Regions from separate parts of the Ovis aries genome. Here region 1 is linked to region 2. Evidence: chromatin contacts called from public Hi-C data. All regions are on one chromosome and are shown on one strand. Each heading gives the region's core, a stretch centred on a gene start, on an enhancer-like site or on the middle of the called end of the contact. The rest is flanking DNA. Distances are from core to core; before and after follow the strand shown.

Region 1 (6,715 bases), core at 661-3,160, 130 kb before region 2:
TCTAGACTCTGAACCTTGAATCAGGAACAAGAACTCCTAGGTACCTACCTCAAGACAGGGCAGGGCCCTGATCCCCCCAACCTCCTTGGACCCGCACCTGAGGGAATGTCGATGCTGGCAATGGGCACAGTGAGTCCATTCAGGACGCTCAGGATGCTGCGGAATGGCTCCCGAACCTCACCCGTGAAGCTGAAGCCAAAGATGGCATCCACCACCAGCTCATACAGTTCATCAATCAGCATCGGCTGTAGTAGAGAAGGAGAAGATGTCAGAGCTAGCAGCTTCACAAAGAACCCTTAACAGAAAAGGGCTGTCCTCTGTACCCAAGGGCCATAGGCACAGGGAGAAATTTAATCTCATTCAAATGGCATTCTGAGGCCTAGAGTTCAGTGCAAGTCACTGATTGAGGCCAAGCTGAGTCCAGTCACATCTTCCGCTCTGAGTGTCTGCCAACCACTGGAGAGGCTACAGTGTAGCACAGCCCGAGACCTGGAGTCAGGAGGGGCAGGCTTTGGCCTTGCCTCTGCCGTGAACTGATATGTGACTTTGGACAAATCACTTACCTTCTTTTGCATCTCAGTCTCTTCATCCGTAACACGTGCTAAGGAATTTTAAAACGTTCTCAAGTTACCCACTCCTAAACCCATCATCTGAAGAAAGGGTTTAGGATAAGGTAGTCACTTCAGTTCCCAAGAGGGGCACATAATGTGTTTACCGCATGCTAGACGAAGAGGAATTGGCTACAGCGTGGAAAGAGTGACCAGGGGAGATTAAGGGGAAATAAAGCTATAGAGAAGGGGGTGCTGGCAACTCATAAATGGAGCACACCCTATGACACCAATTCCATTCAGGTAGCATGCTTTAGGCACCTGTGTCAGGCACTCTCCCTGCCCTCTAACAGTTAATCTAGAGAGGGAGAGTCGTGAGTGAGCTCAGCCTGGAAAGGTGAGTGAAGAGCAGGATGCAGGCAGCAGTTACTGAGGAGGGCCGTGAACAGGAGCCACCTACCTCTGAGGGCATTTCACCAAGGAAGGGGATGTCCATTTTCTGGCACTGCGTAACCAGTGCGGTGAAAAGTGGCTTGTTAGGCCTTTTAGGGTAATAGATGGTTGGCTGGTAGCCCTACGGGGAAAGGAAGGTGGGTAATTCAAGCCCAGGTCTTGGAAACCACTCCCCCACAGCCCTTCCCTGCATACTCACAAAGAGTTTGAGGTGTCGAGCACAGACCAGGCCATCTCCTCCGTTATTCCCAGGGCCACAGATGACCAGGACGGTAGGGGGGCTCCTGGACAAGGACGTGGGGGGATATGCCTGAAGGCAGAGTCAAAGGGGATTCAGAGGGGCTTTGGGCAGTGACAGACCAGGCTTGGCCTGGCCGTCCCTCCCCTCACTTCGTTGTGCCTAGGCCAGGGGGGCTTGTACAACGGCTTGCCCCAAAGGTCGAGCGTTGTGCCACTGACCTTGGCAATGGCTGTGGCACAGCTCAGACCGGCCAGCTCCATAAGTTGGTCCACGCTGAACTGGTACTCATTAAACAGCTCCTGGTCCACGGCTTGCGCCTCCTCCTGGCTGAGGAAACCCACGGCCTGAGTCCCCACCCCTCAGGTGTTCCCTCGCGCGGGCGGCGCGGCCGCCCCAGGTCCCGCCCCCTTGGGTTCCACCCAAGTCCTACGCCCCGCTTGCCCGCTCAGAACCTCGCCTACCTCAGGTATTTCACTGCTGAACTCGCCATGACTTCTGAGTCCCCGCGGCCACCCGAGATCAGCCGCTGCGGCACCCACCAGGTGGGTCCTGCGCGACAGGAGCCGGCCTGGACTCTGACGCGTGACAGGCGCGAGCCTGCAACCAGCAGCCCGAGCCCCAGAAGCGCCCGCAAACCGGACATCCAGCTAGCCGGGAGGGAGCACGCTGGCCCGCCCGGCGCATGCGCAGCACTTAGCCCTGCCCCCAGGGGCCGGGCCCGCACGCACCCTGGCCGGAAGCGGTCCTAGGACTGGCAACTCCGCCGCTTCTCCTCTTGTTACCGTGCGCACCAACGCCCGGGTGCCTTCCCACCGCGGCCCCGCCTCCGTCAGGGCGTCTTGTCTTACAGTCTGGATCCCAGCCCATCGCCGGAGCATTTTCATATTGCCTCGCAAATGACCTGAAGTGCTTTGCTCCCAAGCGCCCGTCGATAATAACTCTTCATTTCTTCATGCTTTTGTGTAGCAGTTCTGTTACTGCTAAGCTGTATAGCACAGCAGTTAACCCGGGTTCCTGCCCTACCACTTAGTGAGTGAACTTGGCTTTCCAGATTTGTTGCCTGTCTATAAAATGGGATACGAGTACATATGGGGTTGTAGTCCATGCAAAGCCGTAGACAGCGTCAGGCACATAGGGCTCAATAAGTTAATGTTCTTATTAACGTTATGATTATACAGTGGAAGTGAGAAATAGATTTAAGGGACTAGATCTGATAGAGTGCCTGATGAACTATGGATGGAGGTTCGTGACATTGTACAGGAGACAGGGATCAAGACCACCTCCATGGAAAAGAAATGCAAAAAAGCAAAATGGCTGTCTCAAGAGGCCTTACAAATAGCTGTGAAAAGAAGAGAAGCAAAAAGCAAAGGAGAAAAAGGAAAGATATAAGCATCTGAATGCAGAGTTCCAAAGAATAGCAAGAAGAGAAAAGAAAGCCTTCCTCAGCGATCAGTGCAAAGAAATAGAGGAAAACAACAGAATGGGAAAGACTAGAGATCTCTTCAAGAAAATTAGAGATACCAAGGGAACATTTCATGCAAAGATGGGCTCGATAAAGGACAGAAATGGTATGGACCTAACAAGCAGAAGATATTAAGAAGAGGTGGCAAGAATACCCAGAAGAACTGTACAAAAAAGATCTTCATGACCAAGATAATCACGATCACTCACCTAGAGCCAGACATTCTGGAATGTGAAGTCAAGTGGGCCTTAGAAAACATCACTATGAGCAAAGCTAGTGCCAGTAGAGCTATTTCAAATCCTGAAAGATGATGCTGTGAAAGTGCTGCACTCAATATGCCAGCAAATTTGGAAAACTCAGCAGTGGCCACAGGACTGGAAAAGGTCAGTTTTCATTCCAATCCCAAAGAAAGGCAATGCCACAGAATGCTCAAACTACCACACAATTGCACTCATCTCACACGCTAGTAAAGTAATGCTCAAAATTCTCCAAGCCAGGCTTCAACAATACATGAACCATGAACTTCCAGATGTTCAAGCTGGTTTTAGAAAAGGCAAAGGAACCAGAGATCAAATTGCCAACATCTGCTGGATCATGGAAAAAGCAAGAGAGTTCCAGAAAAACATCTATTTCTGCCTTATTGACTATGCCAAAGCCTTTGACTGTGTGGATCACAATCAACTGTGGAAACTTCTGAAAGAGATGGGAATACCAGACCACCTGACCTGCCTCTTGAGAAACCTGTGTGCAGGTCAGGAAGCAACAGTTAGAACTGGACATGGAACAACAGACTGGTTCCAGATAGGAAAAGGAGTATGTCAAGGCGGTATATTGTCACCCTGCTTATTTAACTTCTATGCAGAGTACATCATGAGAAATGCTGGGCTGGAAGAAGCACAAGCTGGACATGAGATTCCCGGGAGAAATATCAATAACCTCAGATATGCAGATGATACCACCCTTATGGCAGAAAATGAAGAGGAACTAAAAACCCTCTTGATGAAAGTGAAAGAAGAGAGTGAAAAAATTGAGCTTAAAGCTCAACATTCAGAAAATGAAGATCATGGCATCCGATCCCATCACTTCATGGGAAATAGATGGGGAGACAGTGGAAACGGTGTCAGACTTTATTTTGGGGGGCTCCAAAAATCACTGCAGATGGTGACTGCAGCCATGAAATTAAAAGACGCTTACTCCTTGGAAGAAAAGTTATGACCAACCTAGATAGCATATTGAAAAGCAGAGACATTACTCTGCCAACAAAGGTCCATCTAGTCAAGGCTATGGTTTTTCCAGTAGTCATGTATGGATGTGAGAGTTGGACTATGAAGAAAGCTGAGTGCTGAAGAATTGATGCTTTTGAACTGTGGTGTTGGAAAAGATTCTTGAGAGTCCCTTGGACTGCAAGGAGATCCAACCAGTCCATTCTGAAGGAGATCAGTCCTGGGATTTCTTTGGAGGGAATGATGCTGAAGCTGAAACTCCAGTACTTTGGCCACCTCATGTGAAGGGTTGCCTCATTGGAAAAACTCTGATGCTGGGAGGGATTGGGGGCAGGAGGAGAAGGGGACGACAGAGGATGAGATGGCTGGATGGCATCACGGACTCGATGGACGTGAGTCTGAGTGAACTCAGGGAGTTGGTGATGGACAGGGAGGCCTGGCGTGCTGCGATTCATGGGGTCACAAAGAGTCGGCACGACTGAGTGACTGAACTGAACTGAAGCGTTTCATATAACTTGGGACCCCTCTCCCCACTAAATTACCTCGCTTATCTCTGCTTACCTGCCTTCCCAGGTAAAGAACCGCCTGCCAATGCAGGAGAAGTAAGAGAGGCGAATTAGATCCCTGGGTGGGGGAAGATCCCCTGGAGAAGGAAATGGCAACCTACTCCAGTATTCTTGTATCCAGTATTCTTGAAAGGAGCCTGGCAGGCCACAGTCCATGGGGTATAAAGAGTCAGACACGACTTAGCGACTAAACAACAACAGGATTGAGGGGGATGTTTTTATGCTAGTTTATTCTGTTTCTGTAACAAATTCCATTCCTGGCTAGTTCACTGAGAAAAGCAAAAACCCCTCCTACTTTAAAAGAAAAAAATTATTTATTTATATCAGCTGTGCTGAGTCTTCCTTGCTGCCAGGGTTTTTTTCCTTATTCACAGCGAGGGGGAGCTACTCTCTAGTTGCAATGCTTGGACTTTTCATTGTGGTTGCTTCTCTTGTTTCAGAGCCCGGGCTTTAGGGCACGCAGACTTCAATAGTTGCTATTCCTGGGCTCAGTAGTTGTGGTTCCCCAGCTCTAGAGCACAGGCTCAGTAGTTTTGGTGCCTGGGCTGAGTTACTCTGCGGCATGTGGGATCTTTCTGGACCAGGGATCGAACCCATGTCTTCTGCATTGGCAGGCAGATTCTTTACCACTGAGCCACAAGAGAAGCTGGAACCCCTCCTGCTTTTAACTATTCCTCTGATGCTGTGCAGTGCTGTGCTTAGTCGCTCAGTTGTGTCTGACTCTGCAACCCCATGGATTGTAGCCCGCCAGGCTCCTCTGTCAATGGGATTTTTCGGGCAAGAAACTGGAACGGGATACCATTTTCCTTCTCCAGGGGATCTTCCCAACCCAGGGATCGAACCAGTGTCTCCTGTGTCTCCTGCATCACAAGCAGATTATTTATTTACCCACGAGCCATCTGGGAAGCCCATTCCTCTGATAGTCTCTCTTTTTTTATTATAAGAGGCTTACGATTGCCTATGGCTTGTAACCTTGACTTCATCTATGTTTATTTACATGTCTGATGTGGAAAATTGAATGTATCAGACTGTGATTGTGGTGGAAAATTGTTTTGGTTAGACTGTGGTTTACTCATCCTTGTTTTTTCGTTTATTCATCTTAATTAAAAGAGAGTTTACATTACAATTGCATAATCTTATCTAAGACTTCACTAATTTTGTTTTATAGCTTCACCAGTATATAAATAGCTTCACTTTTATATATTAGTCATGACTTAGTGACTGAACAACAAGACTCCCTACAGGCCTACTTGAGAAAATTAGTCAATTCTGAAGATTCATTTCCAAAACACACTGTGAAGAATGTTTCTTTAACATAGATAATATTTTGAGTATATGTACCCAGTGCTGGCATGAGTCTTCTCATTTTATCTTTACAACAACTGTCATTATCCTTATTTTCCAGATGAGGAAGTGAGAGTGTTAGTCACTCATTAGAGTCCGATTCTTTGCAAACCCGTGGACTGTAGCTGGCCAGGTTCCTCTGTCCATGGAATTCTCCAGGCAAGGGTATTGGAGTAGGTGTCATTCCCCTCCCCAGGGGATCTTCCTGACCCAGGAATTAAGCCCGGGTCTCCTGCACTGAAGGCGGATTAGGAAACCGAGGCTCAAAGATGTTGAATGATATGTCCAATGATACACTGATAGCTGTCAGTGGAGATAGGACCCAAGCAGCTTGACCTGAAGTCTGAAGTCTTAAGCATTATTCTATGCTGAAATGCCTCTCCAAATGCAGAGCTATATATCTGAAGGGTTATCAACTGCTGACTTCATTCAGATGAGATGTAACTATAAAATAGTAACACAAAACATATCCCACCATACACACTTAGAATTCATGAAACAACCAATGAAGGCTATCTTCAGCAAGGCAGTGCCCAACCTGTTCCACCTTGCTGCCTTTCACATTTTGGAGTGTACTCTAGAAAATGCCTTCAAAGTCAATTTAAGAAGGGCATGTCGGGCTTCCCTGGTGCTCAGTGGTAAAGAATCTATCTCCAGTGCAGGAGACACAGGTTCAATCCCTGATCTGGGAAGATTCCACGTGCAGAGGAGCAACTAAGTCCATGTGCCGCAACTACTGAGCCTGTGCTCTAGAGCCCAGGAGCTGCAACTACTGAAGCCCATGTGCCTAGACAACCCATGCTCTGTGACAAGAGGAGAATCCATTGCCATGAGGAGCCTGAGTACTGCAACTAAAGAGTAGCCCCTGCTTTCCACAA
Region 2 (6,608 bases), core at 3,256-5,755:
TGCCATTTCCTTCACCAGGGGATCTTTTCCACCCAGGGGTCAAACCCAGGTCTCGCGCATTAGCAGACAGGTTCTTCACCACGGAGCCACCAGGGACGCCGCAGGGAGGGCTTGGCTCACTGCAAACAGGGTTTGGCTACTCCTCTGTGCCAGGCTCACACCAGGTGCTGCAGAGGCAAAGATGGAGTGTGAAGGCTCATCTAACAGCAGAGACGGGCCTGCAAATGCCTAAGATCCGCAAACCGTGGTTTCCACGCTTTGGCTGTGGCACATGCAGGCACCACAGAATGCTTTCATTCCTTGGTCTCCTCATCTGAAAACTATGTGATCTGCACCAGTCCTCCCTTCCTCTCAGAGTCATTACAGATGTCCCCTCTCTTCCGCAGCCGGGGCAGAGGTAAACCGTGCTGAGCAGGAAAGGGGTAAGAAGGTACTGTCTTTCAGATGAGGCTCCCCTGCTGGCTGGCTGTGACAAGAACAGCCTTGACCTAACACAAATCCTGAGCAAAACTTTGTATATCCCATGTCTGTTCCTTAGGCTGTTTGGCCTGCCCCATCTATAGTCACAAGCCCCTGATGTCCTGGGTGGGCGTTACTGTTGCTCACGAATATCTCCTGTCCTCTTCCCTCCCTAGGCACTAGAAGACTGGTTCCCAGTCCCTGTGTAGTCAAGTGAGGTCTTCAAACTAGTTCTGGCCAATGGATTACACTGGAAGTAATGTATGTCACTTCCAAATTGAAGCTGGTAGGTGATTCTCTGAGTGCTCTTTGCCTATTGTGGGAACTGTGGAAACACATCAAAGCAGCCTGGATGGCTCAGCTGCCTTAAGGTGTTGTCCAGCACCACAGCGGACTTTTGCGTTAATCAAAAATAAGGGTGTTGTCTTAAGCCACAGATTTTATTGTGTCTGCCATATAACCTATCCTGTCCTGATGAATGGAGTATCCATTCACACTGGGACAACCTTGAAGCCCCATCTACTGCATACTTGCCATGGTGTGGTGGTACGAAGACCTCTGGATGTGGCACAGTCCAGAACTAGTTCAGCCGCTTACCAGCTGTGTGGCCTTGAGTAATCTGCCCAAGGGACTGTCATAGACTGGAATATAGAGCTAACAGCTGCCTGTCTTCTCTAGCCCCAGCCTTCATCTTCGTCAACCCATCCTACCAACTTTGGCACAACACCAATCATCCAGCGTCTCATGGTTCTCCACTGCCCACCAGATAAGTCCAAACTCCTGGGCAGGGCTCCCAGGGCCTTCAAAGAACTGACACAACCTCTTTTCCAGAGTCAGTCCATGCATCTCCACTGCACATACATCCCTTGGACTCTAGGCCAACCAGGCAGCGCAGTCCATTCTTTGACAGACCCTTTTGCGTCTTCCCTCATGCTATCCTTTGTCTGAAATGCAGCAAACATTTATTAAGGACCTGCTCAGTGCGAAACTCTTTGTTAGGTGCTCCTGCCTCTCAACTCACAGTTTAGTGGGGACAAGGGACAAGTGAACCACTAACACCTGAGTCAGCAGGCTGTGCTAAATGGCATAGAGGAAGGATGTAACTGGGCTGTGGCATCAGAGGAGGCTTCCTACGGGAGGTATTTGAACTGGATTTTGAAGACACGTACAAATGAGGGCAGGGAAGGCATTCCCAGCTGCAGGAAAGCATGTAAGTTATGGAGGGAGAATGGTGCATTCAGGAAATCAGATGATGTGGTATGGGCCAAGGCAGATAAAGCTGAAGAGGGAGGCGGAAACCTTGTTTTGAAGGGCCTTGATTGCCATAATTTGGATTTTATTCTGGAGATATTTGGTCAAAGGATTTTAAGTAGAGGAGGGACTTAATCAGATTTGCATTTTAGAAACCTTCCTGGCAGTACCAGCTCCCTCTGACAGTAATGAAGAGGGAAGCTCTTCATAGTGTTGGTCACCCATGAAGCTGTCCTTGGGACATGGGAACTCCAAGGACCACGGAAGACTGGAGGGCAGGGCAAGGAGAGATTCATACAGGGCCTCAAGCAGCGTACGGGTTTGCATTGTATGGATCAGGTGAACCAGAAATGTATTGCCTATCTGTGATCTCCTGACTTCACTAAAGGCCTGCTTGACTTACTAGTCTCTTTTTTTGTCCATATCACATCAGGATCTTAGTTCCCTGACCAGAGATTGAACCCATGCCCCCTGCTGTGGAAGTGTGGAGTCTTAACCACTGGACCATCAGGGAAGTCCCTTGACTCACTTCTGCTACCCTTGAACAAGAGAAAGCTCACTGGCATATTCTTTGGGGCATCGAAGTTAGGGAGGAGTGTTTTACTGCCCAGGGGTAACTGCCCAGGGTGTGGCAGACCCAGTGCAACCCTAGAGGTCACTGGTTTTCTTTTGATAAGGGAAGATGACACTTCTTTACTAGCTACCTAGTGGATATTCAGAAGGAACTACCCGGATGGATGAAGTCAGAGCTCAGGACAAGGGCTAGGCCAGAGGCAAAAGAAGCCTTGTGAGACAGGAGCCTAAAGAGTACCTTAACCTCTTCATGACTCAAGTCACTTCATGTGTAAAATGGGTTGCTGTGAGATTTAATATTACGTATCAATCACTTAAGACCCATTTCTGATCCATAATAAGTGCTCTTTCACTGTTATGTTTATTACTGCCACCTGTAAAGACACGGAAATACATGAGCTTACTTGGGTAAGAAGAGTTTCTGTGGAGGAAAAACACAAAACAATCCTGCTCTACATCCTTATTTCTTTTAAAACTTTCCTATCATTCAAGCTTTTACTCCTACAATTTTCCCTCCATTAACCTTTTGCTGGTTTCCCCCATCCTACCCAGCTGGCTGTGATATCCTTGTCTTATGAATTGTCTTAGGAATCTGCCCCTTCTTTAGAGCTTCTACCACGTTCTACCTGAAACTGTAGGTAGTAGTTTCTATTTTCTCTCAACAACTGGACTGAAAGCTCCTCTTTAAAATTCATTGCCTCACCCATTTTTCTGTCTGGCTCAGTGCCTGGCGCAGAGTATGTGTTCAGTCAGACTAACATGAGATAATGCGTGTGAAAGTGCACTTCATAAACTGTAGTGCTACTAACTACAAAGGATTTTTTTCCCCCCTAAAGGGCGTGGCGACTTTCTGCAGCTTCTCTGCTTTCCAGCACCAGACCCAGTGGGGCCGAGGAATGTAGATTCGTTTCTTCTAGTTATCACTCCACTTTAGAATGAGAACCCAGTGGGCTCCTACCCACAAAGAGGTGACTATTGGGAGGTGGGAAGCAAAGGGTGGTATCTGTTCCAGCCAAGGAGGCCAAGCAGTTCCCTGTAGCTCATGTTCTTGTGACTCACCCCTCAATCCCATGGGCTGAGTAACTTTTCCAGCCTTGTGATTGTGGAAACTTGTTTCAGGAACAGCAAGCGGATGTGAAAGGGAGGTAAGGCGACCCCACCCCAGGCTCTGAAGCGGTTCCTACCAAGCCCATAGAGATTGCTTGTTTCTGATTCCAAACTTAAAATCATTCGGTGTCACTGCCAGTCTAAGGGGCACATCCAGTCCCTGCTCTATTTCACAGCTGGTAAGCCCTAGGCCCAAAAGTTAAAAACACACACACACACACACACACACATAAAACCCGGCTCTCAAGCTCTTTCCACAGCGCCTCACGCAGTTCCCAGGTATAATTCTCTTGAGCCCAGGCTTTATACGGCTTCCAGTTGGACTGATTTGCATTTACCCCCGCCCTCTTTGCTTTGTACTCGTTTCCACGTGTTTACAGCTCCTTGGCCTCACTCGGGCAGTTTGGCCTCTCGTAAAGTGAGGTCCCCGCCTTCGCAGCGTGGCTGCAGAGTCACTCCCATTTACTGCGCATCAGCCGCCACGTGCCCAATAAAAGCTGGTGACGACGCCGAGGACCCAAAAGGGAAGAGGAAGGGGAAGGACTCCGCCTATAGGGCGGTCACGCGCCCGCCAAACCCCCGCCATCACGTGACCGCGGCGCCAGTCCTCACCGCCCTCAGCTTGGAGCGGAGGCTGGCCCCGGTGCCTAGATGCCCAATCCCTGCGCTGCCAGCCAGTGCTGGGTGGGACTATGAAGTGATTCGGGATTCGGGAAGAGGAGAATCTCCATCTAAGGGGAAGGTGAAGAAGGGAGGAGCGAAGCAATAAAGGCACTTGTTTAACCTGTCCCACTGGGCTGTAAGTTCCCATGGAGGCAGCGATCGCCGTTCCAAAGGGCCTCGGGCAGCGTCTGGCATACAGTGGGTGCTCAACAAATGAGTGACTAGCAACTACCCCTCGGGTGCTGCCGGAAGCTGCGCTGTCCCTGTCTCCCATTACACCGACTCCCTCATTCACCCACGCCAAGGCAGTCGTTTGGCAGCGGGTGACCCAAGTTTGCTGCCCGGGCCCAGACACTCAAACAGTTTGTACAAACACAGGCATGGGTGCGGACAAAGACTCTCATCCACTCCTAAGCCCCGCCTCCACCGAAGGGCGGGAAGTGGGTTTTGAGGCTCACTCCATTGGCTCGTCCAATGACGGATGGGGCCGTAAGCCAACCGCAGCCTAGACAAGACGCATGCGTACACAGGAGATTCAGCCCCTGTAAGGAAAAAACCCCAAGCGGAGCGAACCAATTTTGGCTGGGTCTCACCAGAACCTCGAAGAGATGCGCAGGCGTGAGTTTAACTGCCTGTCGTCTTGCCCAATTCGAGGGGAAGGGAGCGCCCTCTGGCCGTTTTCCCGGATGTTTAGCCTCCGACTGCAGTTCGGCCAGATCTGGCACTGCCTGGAGGATCCCGCAGAAAGGAAGAATCCTGGTCCCAGCCCTCGGGGATGACACGGCCGTCCCCAAACAGCCAGGAAGCCCTGTTTGTAGAGGCCCTTCTGGAAACTGGGGGCCAACAGTGATGCCAATATTAATTTGACCAAGAGCGTTGTTTCCACTGTCTCAGGAGTTCCTCACAAAACAAACACACACAAACCCCCCTGCAGGTAGCTTAAACAAAGAAGTGGAGGCTCAAGAAGGCGAAGGGATGAGGCCGAGGACACTGCCTTATGAGGGTGACACTGGGACTGAAACCCAGACTCACCCATACAGTACTCTCCTACCATGATAAGTCACCTCCCTGCTCTCCAAGGAATTTATGTCTAGTTGAGGTGATGCCACTTAAGATATAGGAAAAGTGATGGTACAATTTCAATCCATAGATAGTGACTACTAGAGGCATTCAGAGTGGGAAAGATGAGGCTGCGTCAAGGAGATGAAGCTTCAAAGTATGTATAATTAGAAGTATGTATAATTGACTAAATCTTAAGAACTGTGAAGAGAAGCGAAAAGCAAAGGAGAACAGGAAAGATATTCCATTTGAATGCAGAGTTCCAAAGAATAGCAAGGAGAGATAAGAAAGCCTTCGTCAGTGATCAATGCAAAGAAATAGAGGAAAACAACAGAATGGGAAAGACTAGAGATCTCTTCAAGAAAATTAGTGATACCAAGGGAACATTTCATGCAAAGATGGGCTCGATAAAGGACAGAAATTGTATGGACCTAACAGAAGCAGAAGATATTAAGGTGAGGTGGCAAGAATACACAGAAGAACTCTACAGAAAAGATCTTCATGACCCAGATAATCACGATGGTGTGATCACCCACCTAGAGCCAGACATCCTGGAATGTGAAGTCAAGTGGGCCTTAGGAAGCATCACTATGAACAGAGCTAGTGGAGGTGACAGAATTCCAGTTGAGCTATTTCAAATCCTGAAAGATGATGCTGTGAAAGTGTTGCACTCAATATGCCAGCAAGTTTGGAAAACTCAGCAGTGGCCAAAGGACTGGAAAAGGTCAGGTTTCATTCCGATCCCAAAGAAAGACAGTGCCAAAGGACGTTCAAACTACTGCACAACTGCACTCATTTCACATGCTAGCGAAGTAATGCTCAAAATTCTCCAAGCCAGGCTTCAACAGTACGTGAACCATGAACTTCCAGATGTCCAAGCTGGATTTAGAAAAGGCAGAGGAACCAGAGATCAAATTGCCAACATTCATTGGATCATTGAAAAAGCAAGAGAGTTCCAGAAAAACATCTATTTCTGCTTTATTGACTATACCAAAGCCTTTGGTGGATTACAACAAACTGTGAAAAATTCTGAAAGAGATGGGAATACCAGACCACCTGACCTGCCTCTTGAGAAACCTGTATGCAGGTCAGGAAGCAACAGTTAGAACCGAATGTGGAACAACGGACTGGTTCCAAATAGGAAAAGGAGTACGTCAAGGCTGTATATTGTCACCCTGCTTGTTTAACTTATATGCAGAGTACATCATGAGAAATGCTGGGCTGGAAGAAGCACAAGCTGGAATCAAGATTGCTGGGAGAAATAGCAATAACAGATGACACCACCCTTATGGCAGAAAGTGTAGAGGAACTAAAAAGCCTCTTGATAAGAGGAGAGTGAAAAAGTTCGCTTAAAGCTCAACATTCAGAAAACTAAGCTCATGGCATCTGGTCCCATCACTTCATGGCAGATAGATGGGGAAACAGTGGAAACAGTGTCAGACTTTATTTTGAGGGGGCTCCAAAATCACTGCAGATGGTGCTTGCAGCCATGAAAT

What was found. A called contact is a pair of places that touch in the nucleus more often than the background predicts.
Region 1: a contact with region 2 is called in a Hi-C map of liver, with 3 times the contacts expected there. The contact joins the promoter of NAXE here to the enhancer-like site in region 2. A contact is called at or near these places in 4 of 16 Hi-C or Micro-C datasets (hypothalamus, liver, muscle and 1 more).

Annotation. Positions count from the first base shown.
Region 1 is chr1:106,554,191-106,560,905 of ARS-UI_Ramb_v3.0, reverse strand. NAXE (NAD(P)HX epimerase) reads right to left here and starts at 1,910. Exons shown (of 8, transcript XR_006061152.1): 1 at 1,704-1,910; 2 at 1,461-1,569; 3 at 1,201-1,311; 4 at 1,009-1,122; 5 at 98-245. TTC24 (tetratricopeptide repeat domain 24) reads right to left here. Exons shown (of 11, transcript XM_042255573.2): 11 at 5,561-6,715.
Region 2 is chr1:106,431,413-106,438,020 of ARS-UI_Ramb_v3.0, reverse strand. No RefSeq gene overlaps it. Among named protein-coding and RNA genes, the nearest start is that of MEF2D, 39 kb to the left of the region's middle. Within about 2 kb of position 4,505, at least 49 of the 54 cell types and tissues checked have an H3K27ac peak or open chromatin away from gene starts, as enhancers often do. A contact at or near this core is called in hypothalamus, liver, muscle and 1 more, where this site is marked.